3 separate regions of the Mus musculus genome follow, and regions 1 and 2 are each linked to region 3. Evidence: chromatin contacts called from public HiChIP or PLAC-seq data. All regions are on one chromosome and are shown on one strand. Each heading gives the region's core, a stretch centred on a gene start, on an enhancer-like site or on the middle of the called end of the contact. The rest is flanking DNA. Distances are from core to core; before and after follow the strand shown. Region 1 holds the start of Ptgds (prostaglandin D2 synthase (brain)). Region 2 holds the start of Traf2 (TNF receptor-associated factor 2). Region 3 has its middle 16 kb from the start of Noxa1.

Region 1 (4,287 bases), core at 949-3,448, 360 kb after region 3:
TTCCAGTATCACCCCTGCACCCCTAGCTAGGGGGCTGGCAGACAGGGGAGCTAGGTGTCCACCAGGAACAGGATTCCCAATAAAGGGGGCTGTAGGTAGATGTAATAATGTCGGACAGACTGACACCTCCATTTATTTCCTTGAAGCCCCCTGGACTAGCAGGTAGTAGGGCAAGGCTAAGCTCGCCCTAGTTGCCCTCACTTGCTGCAACCAGAGGCTGCACTAATCTGACTATAATTCCCTCCCCAGCAGCTTAGCCCCCCTCACCCGGTTGGGGCAGGAAAACAATGTCCTCCTCTGTGAGGCCCTGGGCCTTGCTAAAGGTGGTGAATTTCTCCTTCAGCTCGTCCTTCAGAGTCTGGGTTCTGCCTGGTAGATAAAGAACGGTCTGGTGTCAGGAAGCAAAAAGCCCCCGCCCTGCTCCCACACACCTTTGTTACTGTTCTCTAGGGTCAGGTCTTGGTCTGTTTCCAACCCCAGGCATCTCCCCTGTGCGTGGACCTGTGGGCTGGGATACCTACTGTAGAGGGTGGCCATGCGGAAGTCCTGGCCTGGGCCCTTGGTGCCTCTGCTGAATAGCAGAGCGTACTCGTCATAGTTGGCCTCCACCACTGACACGGAGTGGATGCTGCCCGAGTCTGGGAACCCAAGAAATGACACTGATTGGAACATGTGGCTCCCACATCTCCGTCCCTCTGCTCAGAGCGGGTGGCCTTTGGGGGCTTCTCTGTGGGGGGGGGTCTCAGGTCTTCTTCATCCACCTCTGCTCTGGCTGCCCTCCCTGTCCCCCCCCCCCCGCGTCCCCCCCCCCCCCGGGTGGCCACCAGACAGTTTCTAGCTCCCTGCCTGAACAGCCTGGGAACACTGTCTCCAAACCATAAGTCTTAGGGAGAGAGTAGAAAGCACTTAGACCGAAGACATCAGCAGGCTGGGTTACAATATAGCCGGAAGGCAAAGGGAATAGGGTTCTGGTGGGGAGCCAGAGCTCAGGTGAGGGGTGGAAAGAGGTCCTTGGATAGAAGCTATGAAATGTGGGTAGGATTTGGGGAATGCCTGTATGTGACCCACTTGAGCAGCAGAGTACTGGAAAATTCCATTTGGGCAGGAAAGGGACCTTGAAGAATGTGGGTGGGCCTCAGAGAGGCTAAAGTCCCCAGAGAGAGGTGGCCCCGTGTGCCTGAGGCAGACTCACAATCAGACCTGGCCTTGGATGTGCTGTGACCATTATCCCCACAATTTTGGGACAGAGGGTTGTACCCAGATAAGGAAGTGGCTCACTCACGGGGGCTGCTGTAGGTGTAGTGTCCAGGAGCCCCCGCAGGCTGCAGTACCATGATCTTGGTCTCACACTGGTTTTTCCTGTGGGTAGATTGCCCTTGAAGTAAGGGACCAAGCCCCAGGATGTCTCCCAGAATTTGCCATAACCCCTTGTCTCACCTGAGGAAGGTAGAGGTGAGATTGAGGCCGCCTTCTGTGGAGGGGGCTACCACTGTCTTGCACATATACAATACAGCTTTCTTCTCCCGGAACCAGCTTGAGTTGGAGGCGAGGCCCGCGCTGTACCAGCGCCCCAGGAACTGCGACCAGTGGATGCCTGGGTCTGCTCCATGAGCCCCTCATGGGCAGACCCTGGTGGGCTGGTCTTCCCTCCTCTGACTCCTCCCCACACAGGTCCTAGCAGCATGCCTCTCTCTCCACTCCCCTCCCTTTCTAGCAGGCTGGCTCATCGCCCCATGGAGGAGTGGGTAGCAGAGACCCCCCTCTTTCCCCAGGGTGTTGAACTCCTTGTCTTTGTCACAGCCCTCATCCTAGTCCACTATATCAGAGCATACCACATTCCTGACAGAGTCAGGTGGACCAACCAGGCTGTGTGCCAGGGTGGTTCCAGCTAGCTCCCATGCACAAGCACACAGGCTGACAGTGCCCAGAACACCCTCTTTGGTAAGAGAAAGCCTGGCTCTGGCCTGAGGGCTCTGCTTCTTTGGGTGTGGGGTAGGGGGCCTTCTCACCTTGTCTTGTTGAAAGTTGGGCTGCACTGTGTCATGGCCCTGGGCTGGGGTCTGTGGGAATCCCAAGAGACCCAGGAGGACCAAACCCATCCACAGCATGCGAAGAGCAGCCATTTGCTCAGAGCAGAGCAGGTGCCTGGGCCTGATGCCAGCAATGTGGACAAAGCAAGGAAAACTGGGCAGAAGGAGCAGAGGGCACTGTGGAGACCCCCTATTTATGAGTCAGGCTTGGCCTCCACCCAAAGCCCAAGGACTGCCCACTGAAGGCTCGTGATGTTGGTGTGAGGGAGGGTGGCTGTCCCAGCTGCAGCCTCATCTGCTAATTATGTAAGAGGTTCCAGCTGAGCCCCACACCTCCTAGAAGAAGAAACCTCTGCCTGCCCCCATCCCCAGCTCCAGAGGCAGAACTGGCTCAGACCTTGCCCACTCCTGCCGGCAAAGCCCACATACCTCACAGTGGGGATGGTGCCGGGTGTGTACTCTGGCGCTTCCCTGCTGCTGGAAAATCTAGTCACTTCCCACCTAGGGCTAAGACCTGCTTCTCACAAGCCCTACCTATCATCCCTCTCCAAGTCCCATGACCCCAGCAGGGAACACAAAGCACCATTTGTGCCTTGAACATTTGGTCCTGAAAGGCTAGCAGTCATGAGGCCATGAGGAACCCTCACCAAGATAAAGAAGCTCACGCACTCTACCCTGAAGCAAATCCAAGAACCGGCATGTTGAGTACAGCCTCCCCCGTGGTCAGCTTCTGGGGTTCACATGGTGGCCCTTTGGGCTCCCATAGAGGTGGTGGGTGGGAAGGGTGAAGCGGTGGGCTTCAAGCTACTATAGGTGAGGACAGAGTCTGTGGCTTCCTCCTGGCTTCCAAGATCTGTCTCTGGATGGGACACCAATGACCACAGAAGAGAGAGAGAGCCAGCCCACACTGCCCTTCATCCCGTCCCTGGGGCCCAGGAACATTTATTTATCCTGGGTTCTGGGGCACAGGATCATTTAACATGAACATCTGAGTGGTCTTTGTGAGGAAGGTCTCTTGCTTTCTCACTAATGTTGGGGCTACCGGAAGTGGGTAGATTCCAGAACCCCTTTACTCAGCCCACCTCAGCCCCTCCCTGCCCAGAACACTCAGCTCCATCCATGCCCAGAACCTAAGGAGAGAGGATCTGTCAGAGGGAAGCTGACCACAGAGCCCGACCCCAGCCAGGCCCAGCGGCTGATCTGGGAGTTTTCTCCAGAGGGGCTGAGGATGGGGGCAAGAAGAACAACATGCCAGGTGGTGGTGCCGCACGCCTTTAATCCCAGCACTTGGGAGGCAGAGGCAGGCAGATTTCTGAGTTTGAGGCCAGCCTGGTCTACAGAGTGAGTTCCAGGACAGCCAGGGCTACACAGAGAAACCCTGTCTCAGAAAAACAAACAAACAAACAAACAAACAAACAAACAGAAGAGCAACATGGCAAAACCTGGGAGCATCAACCTGTGTGTGGGGTCCTGTAGATGACTGAAGCAGAGTAATGGGAAGTACTTCCAAGTGTGGAAGCCTCTTGTGGTTTAGATCTGACATGTCCCCAGCACTCTGCTTAAACGTCCTCTGATGGATGACAGTTCTCTGGGGATCTGTGGAACCTTTAGGAGGTGTGGTCTCGCTGGGAGAAGTAGGTCGCTGGAGAAGGGCCTTTGAAGGTGATTTTTGGCCTCTGTTCCTGCTGCTTTCTCTTCTCCATTGTTCCTGGTTCCATGCCTCAAAATAAATCTTTCTTCTCTAAAGTTATTTCTGCCCAGATACCGTGGTTTGATTTTTCCCCCATTATTTATTTATTTATTTATTTATTTACAGCTCGATTGCTGCCCCTCTTCCTAGTCCTCCCTCCCACAGCCTCTCCCTCACCCCCACCCCTTCTCCTCTGAGAAGGTAGTAGCTCCCCCTCCCATCTCTCTCCTCCAAGGTACATCAAGTCTCTGCAGGGCTAGGCAGATTCTCTCCCACTGAGGCCAGACAAGGCAGCCCACTTAGGGGAACAGGATCCACAGGCAGGCAACAGAGTCAGGGACAGCCTGACAATTCCAGCAGTTGCAAGGAATACTGTGGTTTTTAATGACAATGAAGTAATCCAGTCCTCTTGGAAGGACCATGGCACTCAGACTGACTCTTGGTGGTTCTACTTCCAAAGTCAACCCTGCCTGGTGAGGTAGGGGCTGCCTTGTTTCCAAGCCATTATGGGCCTTTTGCTGACCACACACTCCTGTGTACCCCTTCTGGACCAGCCCCAGGACCCCA
Region 2 (4,827 bases), core at 978-3,477, 440 kb after region 3:
GCCCTGTGCTCTAATTGAGCACGGCAACCCTAAGACTATGTCCAGGTTCCAAATCCTTGACTTTCTTTAGCTGAACCATCCACCAAAATTACAACCTGCCCCAAATACTAACTCCACTGCCCACCTGGGTCCCAGATCCTAGATGCAGCAGCCACCGTGTCTCCTCCTCTATGGACATGAACAGGGCGAGCACACTACAATTATGAGATGGATGTCCAGTGTGGCATCCAAGCTGTCTCCAACCCTCTATGTAAAGGGGGCAAGGCCAGTACACAGGGACAGATGTTCAGCATAAGCCTGGAAGCCGCACAGCCCATCCTTGGCATAATCTGGAGGATCTATGGACAACTCTTTCTAGATTTTTCTTTCTTCTCCAGGTCATCCTGTCCATGCCTGTAAAAGCTCCCACCCCATGAAACCCACCTGCCAAGCTACACTGACAATCCATGTAGCAACCACATGGGAAGTGGAGGCCTGACACCCCACTGTCAAGAAGGAAACCCCAAACCAACTCTCAGAAAACAGTAGTGAGAGGAGAGGCAGGAAGCATCTCCTTCTTGGAAGAAGGTTTTCTCCAAGTTGGCTGCTGCCATGTCCTCTGTGCTGTCCAGCCTGCTGCTACTTCATGGGTGCAGGAGGAACCACAGCAGGGATTCCCAGAGAGCTCTGACTGGAAGTGCTCAGTGTGCTGCAGCCCAGGAGCCAGTGAGACTAGGTTATGAATGCACATGGCCCTTGCTCAGGTGTGTGGACATAGTGGAGAATCTCCTGAGGAGCCCATGGTGACTGGCAAACAGGAGAAGAGTAACAGGGTTCCAGGCAGCCTGTATTGTCAGAGAATAGTCAGTTTAGGTACGGACTAGAGGGTCCCAGGGAAAAAAACAGCCAACAGGTAAACACCTCACAGACCTGCTAGGCAGGCAAGGAGCCACCAGTTCAGACCAGAGACACAACTGCTGACAGCACTCAGCCTTCCAGATGTACACACAAGGCTTGATAAAAAACAACCCTTCCTTCAGCTTTTAAAACTCAAGTATTTATAAATCCATCATTAAGTATTCAGCAATAAAGTTAATTTTTAAGACTTAAACATCAATTTGAGATTGCTTGGGGTCTCCACCTGATAACAGTTAACTTTGGGTCACTAAATACCACCTTTCTCAGTCAGTTACGCAGGCAGGAAGGGGCCGTGGTGGCAAGGTCAACTGTGACTTCTCTGGGGGACTGGTAGCCAAGCTAGTGAGTTGCACACAAGACAATGATGACATTGCATTGTGTCCACGGAGCTGAAAGTTTGTTTCTCCGATTTTGGGGCCCGCTGGGAGTACGTCTGTGAGTTCTAATCAATCTCATGTCCTTTCCACCTACTCAGGGCTTCAAGTCCATCATGTGGAATATACACTAGGTCCAACCTCCATTAGGCAGGCGTCAGGAGGTTAAGGGCCCTGGGATCAGTCTCCACACCCTGACACATATGCATCTATCCCATCAACATAGTTTCCAGGGCGGTGGTGGCGCAGGCCCTTTAATCCCAGCACTCAGTAGTTCGAGGCCAGACTACTTTACAAAAAGCAAGATAGTTTCCAGAGAAACAGAGGTTCTGAGGGGCAGAAAGGTGAGATCTGAAAAAATAAAGGAGGACAGGGAAGGTAAACCACCAACAGGGAAGAGGCCTTATGGGGGAGGTGGTGTCCGTGATTTGTGTAGCCGGGTGTCAGAAAAGGCGACGTAAATTTGGCAGACCAAATTTGACTGCCCCATCCAAAAAGCATAAGTGGGTGGGAGGTGAGCGGTAAAAGTGGCCTGGGAGACCAGGTATTCGCTCAAGGCCAGTAAGGGCAAGTGGGGCTCGTGGGTCCCTCGGGCGCGATGCCGGACCGAGATCTGGGGCAGGGACCGTACTGCTGTAACCCCGAGCCACCGCGGTAGGCGCGCAGCCAAGCACCGCTGCGGACGTCGCGAACTTTTCCGGCCCCCCTCCCGCGACTTTCAGTTTCCGGCTCCGCGGCTCCGAAAAGTCTACCCACCCACCTCACCCAGACAGCGGCGGCCCCGCATCTGACCCCCAACCGCCACTCCCACCCCGCGCCTGACCCCAGCCCGGCCGCCGCTGAGAGTAGACCCCCCGCTTAGATCCGCGCCGCCTCACCCAACGGTCTTCGCGCGCCCGGAACTCAGCGCTCGCCGGGAAACACCCCCGCTGCCGCGGCCCGCCCCGTCTGACGGACAGACGCACGCGCCTACCAGGAGCTCACAGGGAGCAGCAGCGGCCGTCGATTTGTCAAATAGGCCGCCTTGACTCTGCCCGCTGACAGACGGAAGCAGGAACCTACCAGGAACGAGCACGGAACCGCAGAGAGCGGTGATTAGTCAGAGCGGCGCAGGGGGTGGGGGCTAAGCCGGTTTCTCCGGTTCCTAGCAAGGTTGTTGAGGAAGCTGCCTTGAGCCTCTCTTCGTGGACGTCAGTCACTTGCAGTCACTTGCCACCAAATGTAACTCGAGTTCGAGCCCTGGGTCCACATCGTGGAAAGAGAGCAGGGGTTTATGCATTATTTAGTCATACACACAAATAGACGAATAAGTGTAATTTAAAAGTTTAAAGAGTTAACATTTCAATGAATATTTGCGAACAAAGAAGTGTAGACAAAAGGGTATACTGTGGAACAAACTGACATACTACAGCTTCCGCGACGAGATTTTTTTCCATCTGTTGTGGGAGAGGTTGCAAGGATGAAAGGCAGGTACAAGGGGAGGGGGAGATGGGTGGGATGGGGTGCATGATGTGAAATGCACAATGAACCAATAAAAAGGTTTTTAAAAAAGTTTGAAGGATTCATCAAGAGCACCTTCAACCACATGAACAGGGAAATGTCCCCCAAGAAAGCTTATGTTTGGAGACTTGAGTCTACGTCAACATGTAGATTTGTACACCTCTGACAATTGTCTATTCTCATCTCTGCAGTCCTGTTAAAAAGGTATTTTAAAAAAATTATAAGTATGTATGTCTGTGCACATGAGTGAAGTATCCAGGGATTCCATACAAAGAGGCCATTGTATCCCTTAGAGCAAAAGTTATAGGCTCAGGGCTGAAGAGATGGTTTAGTGGCTAAGAGTACCGACAGCTCTTCCAGAGGTCCTGAGTTCAATTCCCAGTAACTACATGATGGCTCACAACCATCTGTAATGGGATCGGATGCCCTCTTCTGATGTGTGTCTGAAGACAGCTACAGTGTACTCATAAAATAAATAAATAAATCTTAAAAAAAAAAAAAAAGTTACAGGCTCTTGTGAGCTGGGACCCAAACCAAACTTCAGAACTCTGAGAGAGCTCTTAACTCCTGAGTCATCTCTTCCTGCAAAAAAGAAAAAAAATATATATATATGCTGACACATATCTCTATATATCTCTAGACATCACACACACACACACACACACACACACACACACACACACACGCTACACACATAACCACATATAAACAACACCATACACATATATGTATATACACACAAAGTATTTAGAGCTCACCATCAGGGGTGTCCAACCCACAGCATGTATCCCAGGATAGCATCCCAACATTTGTAGCTGTTATATCACAGTGTGGAAGGATGGACACCTCTGCACTCTACCCTCTGTGTCTTGCCTGCATTCATTCTGTAACTGACTTTAAGAGATACTTATGCTCTTCTCTTTGGCAACCAGTCTCTTGAAACAATGTACCCCAGGAAATTTAATTATTCTCCAGGAGTCTCAGAAGGAGAAAGAAGGCTGAAGCCTGGGGCCAACCGAGGAAGAAACTTGTCTCCTGGGAAGAGATGTGCAGCTTCAGGCCATCTTGCAGGCTAGCCGAGCTCAGACAATGATGGGTCAGTGATGGACAGGACCACACCTTGACCCAGCCTACTTAGTGATGCATACCTCCAGCCTCTACTTGAAGTTAATTACTTCATCCAGGAGCTGGAAGGTAGATATGGTGAAGGCTGTGTCATTGAATCTCTTTGTTTTTCTTTCTAGTATGGATACATTGAATAGATCTTTTCTGCTTTTCACTGGTAAAGTTCACCTCTGATTAGCTTATTGAGGACAAATGATTGAGCAGGGCTTGTTCGGGATGCCAAAACAGGCTCTGACCCTAATAACTCTGGTAGCAGTTTAATGAAGATTGCAAGGATTCTGGGAGCCGAGGGAGTCCAAGTGAGATCCTGCAGCTATGAAAACTGTTCTGGGACAAGAGCTGCTTGCAGCAGGCACTGCTGATCCAACCACATTGACTGCACACCCTTGCTCCTGTGGAAGTTGGAATTCCCCTAACTGAATCAGGAATCCCACCCATAGGACAGCAAAGTTGTCCTCTTCTGCTGAAGTTCAGGCAACTGCTGGGTCACGTAGCTTCCTGGAGCCTTTGGGGCTTATTCACGGTAGTGAGTCCACACCTGTGGAGCCTTCTTTACCAGTGGGAGGAGGTGTTTCCTGAGAGCCCCGAGGAGCCTGAGAAGCTAGCCTGAACGTAAGCTCATTCGCTGAGAGCATCTGCTCCCTCAGGGCAAAATGCAGGTGTGCTCCATGCTCCAGACCTTCCCTCACCCACATCCACCAAAGATCTCATTGGCAACTGTGCCCACAGACCTTAAAGGCAACAGAGCCAGAGACCATCGTTGCCATAACAACCTTAACCATAGCCTACCAGTACAACACCTGCTGCCACAAAAATGTCACTTTAGACTTTTCTACTTGGAGATTTTATGTGCACTCTTTGGGGGAGGGGATGAGAGGGGCTGGTCTGTAGAGTGTGTACCAGAATTAGACCAGATCAAGAGAATGGGAGG
Region 3 (4,868 bases), core at 610-3,109:
TGGCAATGTCTGGTGATGTGCAGTGTTTAGTGTGAGACAGTGCCTGGTGGTGTGCAGTGTGTAGTCTGTGAAAGTGACTGGTGGTGTGCAGTGTATAGTGTCAGACAGTGTCTGGTGGTGTGCAGTGTGTGTGTAAGACTGGCCTGGTGGTGTGCAGTATGTAGTGTGTGACAGACTGTGCCTGGTGGTGTGTAGTGTGTGTGTATGACAGTGCCTGGTGGTGTGCAGTGTGTGTGTATGACAGTGCCTGGTGGTGTGCAGTATGTAGTGTGTGACAGTGCCTGGTGGTGTGCAATGTGTAGTGTCACATAGTACTTGGTGCTATGTAGCATGTAGTGTCAGACAGTGCTTGATGGTGTACAGTGTGTGTGTGTGTGTGTGTGTGTGTGTGTGTGTGTGTGTGACTGTGTCTGTTGGTGTGCAGTGAGTGTGTATGACAGTGTCTGTTGGTGTGCAGTGTGTAGTGTTTGACAGTGTCTGGTGGTGTGCAGTGTGTGTATGACTGTGCCTGGTAGTGTGCAGTATGTAGTGTGTGACAGTGCCTGGTGGTATGCAGTGTGTAGTATGTGACAGTATCTGGTGGTGTGCAGTGTGTAGTGTGTGACAGTGCCTGGTGGTATGCAGTGTGTAGTGTGTGACAGTGACTGGTGATGTGTGCAATGTGTGTGTATGACTGTGCCTGCTGGTGTGCAGTTGTAGTTTGTGACAGTGTCTGTTGGTGTGCAGTGAGTGTTATGAATGGGAGTGTTGAGAATTGAGAATGGCTTCCTGCTCTTAGATGCCATGCTGGGTTCTGGCCTCAGATCAAGCGGCTTCCCTAAAGACACCAGGGTGGGTAATCATATGCTGCTTGCTGCTCTCTTCACAAGCTGCCCTGCCACATGCCTGAGCATGGGGACATTTTTTGGGTCTATTAACACAGCACCGTAGACATGAGACTAAAGAGGGATTGGACTAGAGAGCCCCAGCCTTGGTAGAAAGGCAGGAGGCTGGAAGGTGATGCCATGTGCAGCTCTCTGAGGGGATGGCAGTTCCAGGCATCGTAGGGGTGCTGTGTGTCTCCAGGACCTTATGGCACTGTCCTTTCTCAGGACCTTCTGCAGACTCCCATCAGCTCTGTCATGGGTTGCCCAGTGATCATCAAACAGCCCTGAGAGTGGAACACTGGGTTCAGGTCACTCTGCTATGAGGCAACGTAGCCAGCATACTGCTGTGCTGGTTACAGTTAGTTCAGACCCAATGAGCAGAGTCTGACAAGAGGTGAGCGGAGCTCTGGGTGGCTCTGTGGAGATCATGTGCCAGGGGACCCTTTGAGGCAGTCAGGTGTCCAGTGTAGCATAGCCACACTCAGCCACAGTGCCCAGCCCTCAGAGACAGACTTTCATGGTATCTACCACTAACCCTATGTGGTGATATTGCAGTTGACTTTGGGAATAACTTTTCAACACATGTCCCTACCTGGATTTGTAAAGTACTTAAAGTGTAGGAAGCTGAGTCAGCTCAGAGCTTAATAGATAAAGTGACAACCATGTGTTGCCACCCAATGTCCCTGTGCCTCAGCCCTATCCCTCCATGGTTCATCTGAGAGCCTCTCTTGTGATTCCCAGAGCCATGTTAGCATGAAGACATCTGGGGAGACACCAGTGGTCCAAATGTCCCTAAGTTCCCAAGACCCCTCCCTCCTACAATTCCTCCATGTGGCACTTCTGAAGAATTCATTATTTGTCTGTTCTGACTTTCAGTAAGTCTGCCTCCCTAGGTTGTAGCTTTCCATCCCCCTCCCTGTGTTCCTGAGAAGCAGGGTTTGGGGTCAAGGTTCAAGCTCTGGCCAGAGGCCATCTGTCTTACTGTCCCAGACCTGCTAGCAAGGCCTCCTGCCAGCAAGCCCAGGATGTCCTTATAGCAACAGCTGTCCCAGGTCTGGTGTGGAGAGGGATGTGGCCAGAGCCCATGAGGGAATGTGGATAAACTGAGAGGCAGGAAGGACTGGAGCAGAAGGCTTCAGCAGTCAGCAGTGTTCAGCTGGCTTCCCAGCTCTACAGCTCAGGATCCCTGCCCAGGGAGTACTCCCATAACCACTCTACATAGCTCTACAGCCCGGGAGTGCTCTCCTAACCACCTCCTGGAGCCTACCCTCTTGTGGCTTTGCAGAATGCCACAGAACTTGCTTATCTCATCCATTCAGATGAACGCCTCTCTGCATCCTGTTGTTCTTATGTCATAAGAACAGGATGTAGCAATTGTTTGCAATGTGCGTCAGCATGCCCCTGGACCTGGCCCCATCTCGGTGGTGCCCAGCGCCATAGAGACCCACTCCTGCCCATAGGCGTGACCCACGGCCGATACAGACTCCTAGGGCTCTCCACTGACACATGACTGCCCACAGTGTGCATGAGGGAGACTGATCATTAGGGAGGTTACCATGGAGATGTTTGTCATGCACTGGGCCACATCCTCCAGAAAGACAAGGCTGTTAGTGCCACTGGGCCCCAACACTGGAAAGGACAGTACACAACAGGCCCGTGGGGAACTATGGGAGGAAACTTCTAGCAAGAGGCTGGAAGGTCACAACAAGGGGAGTGCCTTCAGGCTGGAACCCAGAGTGTCTAGTGACAGAATGAAGGAGCTAAAGGATTGAATGTCCTTTAGCTTTGGTGCCAAGTCCACTGGGGAGTTAACAGGCAAAGGCTGCTCTCTGTTTTGTTTTCGTGGAGTTTTCCAAAGATCCCTCAAACCTTTGCTAGGCCAGCCATGGTTGGCAGGGAACGTAGGAAAACAGCAAGGTCCCTTGGAAAGCGAGAGTGCCAGGCATGATGGTGCTCTCCATCTCTTGGGATACCAGCCCTGGGGAGGCAGATGCAGGAGGATCTCTGTGAGTTTGAAGCCAACATGGTCTACACAGTGAGTTCTAACACATCCAGGGCTACTTAGAGAGAAAACTAAGGAAAAAAAAATAAAGCTAGGGAAACCTGATGGGGAGGGGCAAGGCTGCTGAGCAGTCAGAGCGGACAGACACTGAAGTAAGTGGAAACGGGTCGGGAACAGAAATCGCAGTCACTAACCTGGGGACCTATATGGTCAGCTTCAGGTCCACCACCAGCATAGTTGTGCCGATCTATTAAACTTAAAAAAATATGACCCTTTTTATTATTTCTTGGTTACTCTTTATGCATTTAAGATGGGTGTCATTCTATAGTTCTGACCAGAATATAAACCATACTGACCTCAAACTTGTAAGAAATTTATTTCTGCTTACCAAGAGCTGGGAGTATAGGGGTCTGCTATTATTTCCAGCTCCTGGGTGGTTTCTGGGGTTTTCTTTCTCCTAATTTATTTAATGTGTGTGGGTTTTTTGTTGTTGTTGTTGTTTGTGTGTGTGTTGGCTCCACATACTTGCACTACACAAGGAAGCTTGAAGAGGAGGCCATTGAATGCCCTGGGACTGGAGTTACAGATGGCTGCAAGCCACCATGTCAGTGCTGCCAGTTGAACCCAGGTCTTCTGGAAGAGAAGCTGATGGCTCTTCACCACCAAGCTAGCTAGCGCCCAGTTTTTAACTGAGGCAAACAAGACCATCCAACTGCATGTTTGCAGTGTACTCCCTGGGTATAGATGCTAACCTGCTGTCTTCATGCTCTCTGTTCACAGAACTGCTTCACCCTTCAGCCTTGAGGCTGCTTTAAAACTGCCTCAAGGGCTGGAGAGATGGATCAGCGGTTAAGAGCGCCGACTGCTCTTCTGAAGGTCGCAAGTTCAAATCCTAGCAACTACATGATGGCTCACAAACATCCATAATGAGATCTGATGCCCTCTTCTGGGGTATCTGAAGACAGCTACAGTGTACTTACATATAATAAATAAATAAATAAATAAATAAATAAATAAATAAATAAATCTTTTAAAAAAAAAAACCTGCCTCAAGACCTGGCATAGTGGTGGATACCTTTAATTCCGGCACTCAGTAGGTAGAGGCAGGTGGATTTCTGTGAGTTCAAGACCAGATTAGTCTACATAAACAAATCCTGCTCAAAAATAAAAACGAAAAAGAACAAGAACACTGCCTCAAGCCAGTGGCACATGGCTATGAGTCCAGCACTGGAGAGGTTGAGGCAAGAGAGCCACCAGAGCTGAAAGCAGAGTAAAACTTGATGATACATAGTAAGACCTATATATAAAACGTAAGTAGTGCTAGGCTGGAGAGAGGGCTCAGCTGTTAAGAACACTTGCTATTCTTCCAGGGCACCTGTTTTTGATTTTTAGCACCAATGTGGTGGTTCAAACACTATCTGCAACCCTAATTTCAGGGGATTTGAGTCTTCTGGTCACTGCAGACATGAGGTAACACAGACATAATATATACAGGTAAAACACCCAAACACAAAGAAACAATTTTAATTACATTTAAAATAAATTAACTACAAATAAAGAACAGATAAGCAAAAACAAATCCTACCTGTTTTATTTTTTTAAAAGATTTATTTATTTTATTTATATTAGTACACTGTAGCTGTCTTCAGACACACCAGAAGAGGGCATCAGATACCATTAGAGATGGTTGTGAACTACCATGTGGTTGCCGGGAATTGAACTCAGGACCTCTGGAAGAGCAGTCAGTGCTCCTAACCACTGAGCCATTTCTCCAGCCCCCTACCCATTTTATTAAGTACAGAACATTAAACAAAACACCCAGAATCCAACTCAGTGGGTGGCATATGGGTGTATGCCCACAGAACACAGTCCATTCACCCTATCAGTTCCCATCTCAGGAGCCACTGCCCATCCAGCAGCCCAGATACCTTTACACACCATCTACAGCAAACTCTGGGACATCCGTGTGGTGAACAAGCACAGAAGGCTGGGAAATGTCT

Evidence for each region. HiChIP or PLAC-seq counts read pairs in DNA pulled down with a chosen protein or histone mark.
Region 1: a contact with region 3 is called in an HNF4G HiChIP or PLAC-seq map of pancreatic cancer cells. The contact joins the promoter of Ptgds here to the enhancer-like site in region 3. A contact is called at or near these places in 10 of 39 promoter capture datasets (the 3T3-L1 cell line, the C10 cell line, embryonic stem cells and 6 more), 1 of 115 datasets of contacts at active chromatin or transcription factors (pancreatic cancer cells) and 1 of 9 other capture datasets (liver).
Region 2: a contact with region 3 is called in a FOXA1 HiChIP or PLAC-seq map of pancreatic cancer cells. The contact joins the promoter of Traf2 here to the enhancer-like site in region 3. A contact is called at or near these places in 3 of 39 promoter capture datasets (hippocampal neurons, liver and stem cell-derived epiblast-like cells) and 2 of 115 datasets of contacts at active chromatin or transcription factors (large pre-B cells and pancreatic cancer cells).

Annotation. Positions count from the first base shown.
Region 1 is chr2:25,467,551-25,471,837 of GRCm38.p6, forward strand. It overlaps Ptgds (prostaglandin D2 synthase (brain)), which reads right to left and starts at 2,199. Exons shown (of 7, transcript NM_008963.3): 1 at 2,010-2,199; 2 at 1,438-1,577; 3 at 1,283-1,359; 4 at 522-638; 5 at 268-369. The coding sequence starts at 2,123.
Region 2 is chr2:25,544,713-25,549,539 of GRCm38.p6, forward strand. Traf2 (TNF receptor-associated factor 2) reads right to left here and starts at 2,228. Exons shown (of 11, transcript NM_009422.3): 1 at 2,150-2,228. It overlaps Gm35476 (a long non-coding RNA gene), which reads right to left. Exons shown (of 4, transcript XR_866044.3): 4 at 3,213-3,353.
Region 3 is chr2:25,109,147-25,114,014 of GRCm38.p6, forward strand. No RefSeq gene overlaps it. Among named protein-coding and RNA genes, the nearest start is that of Noxa1, 16 kb to the left of the region's middle. Within about 2 kb of position 1,860, at least 88 of the 459 cell types and tissues checked have an H3K27ac peak or open chromatin away from gene starts, as enhancers often do. A contact at or near this core is called in hematopoietic stem and progenitor cells, liver and pancreatic cancer cells, where this site is marked.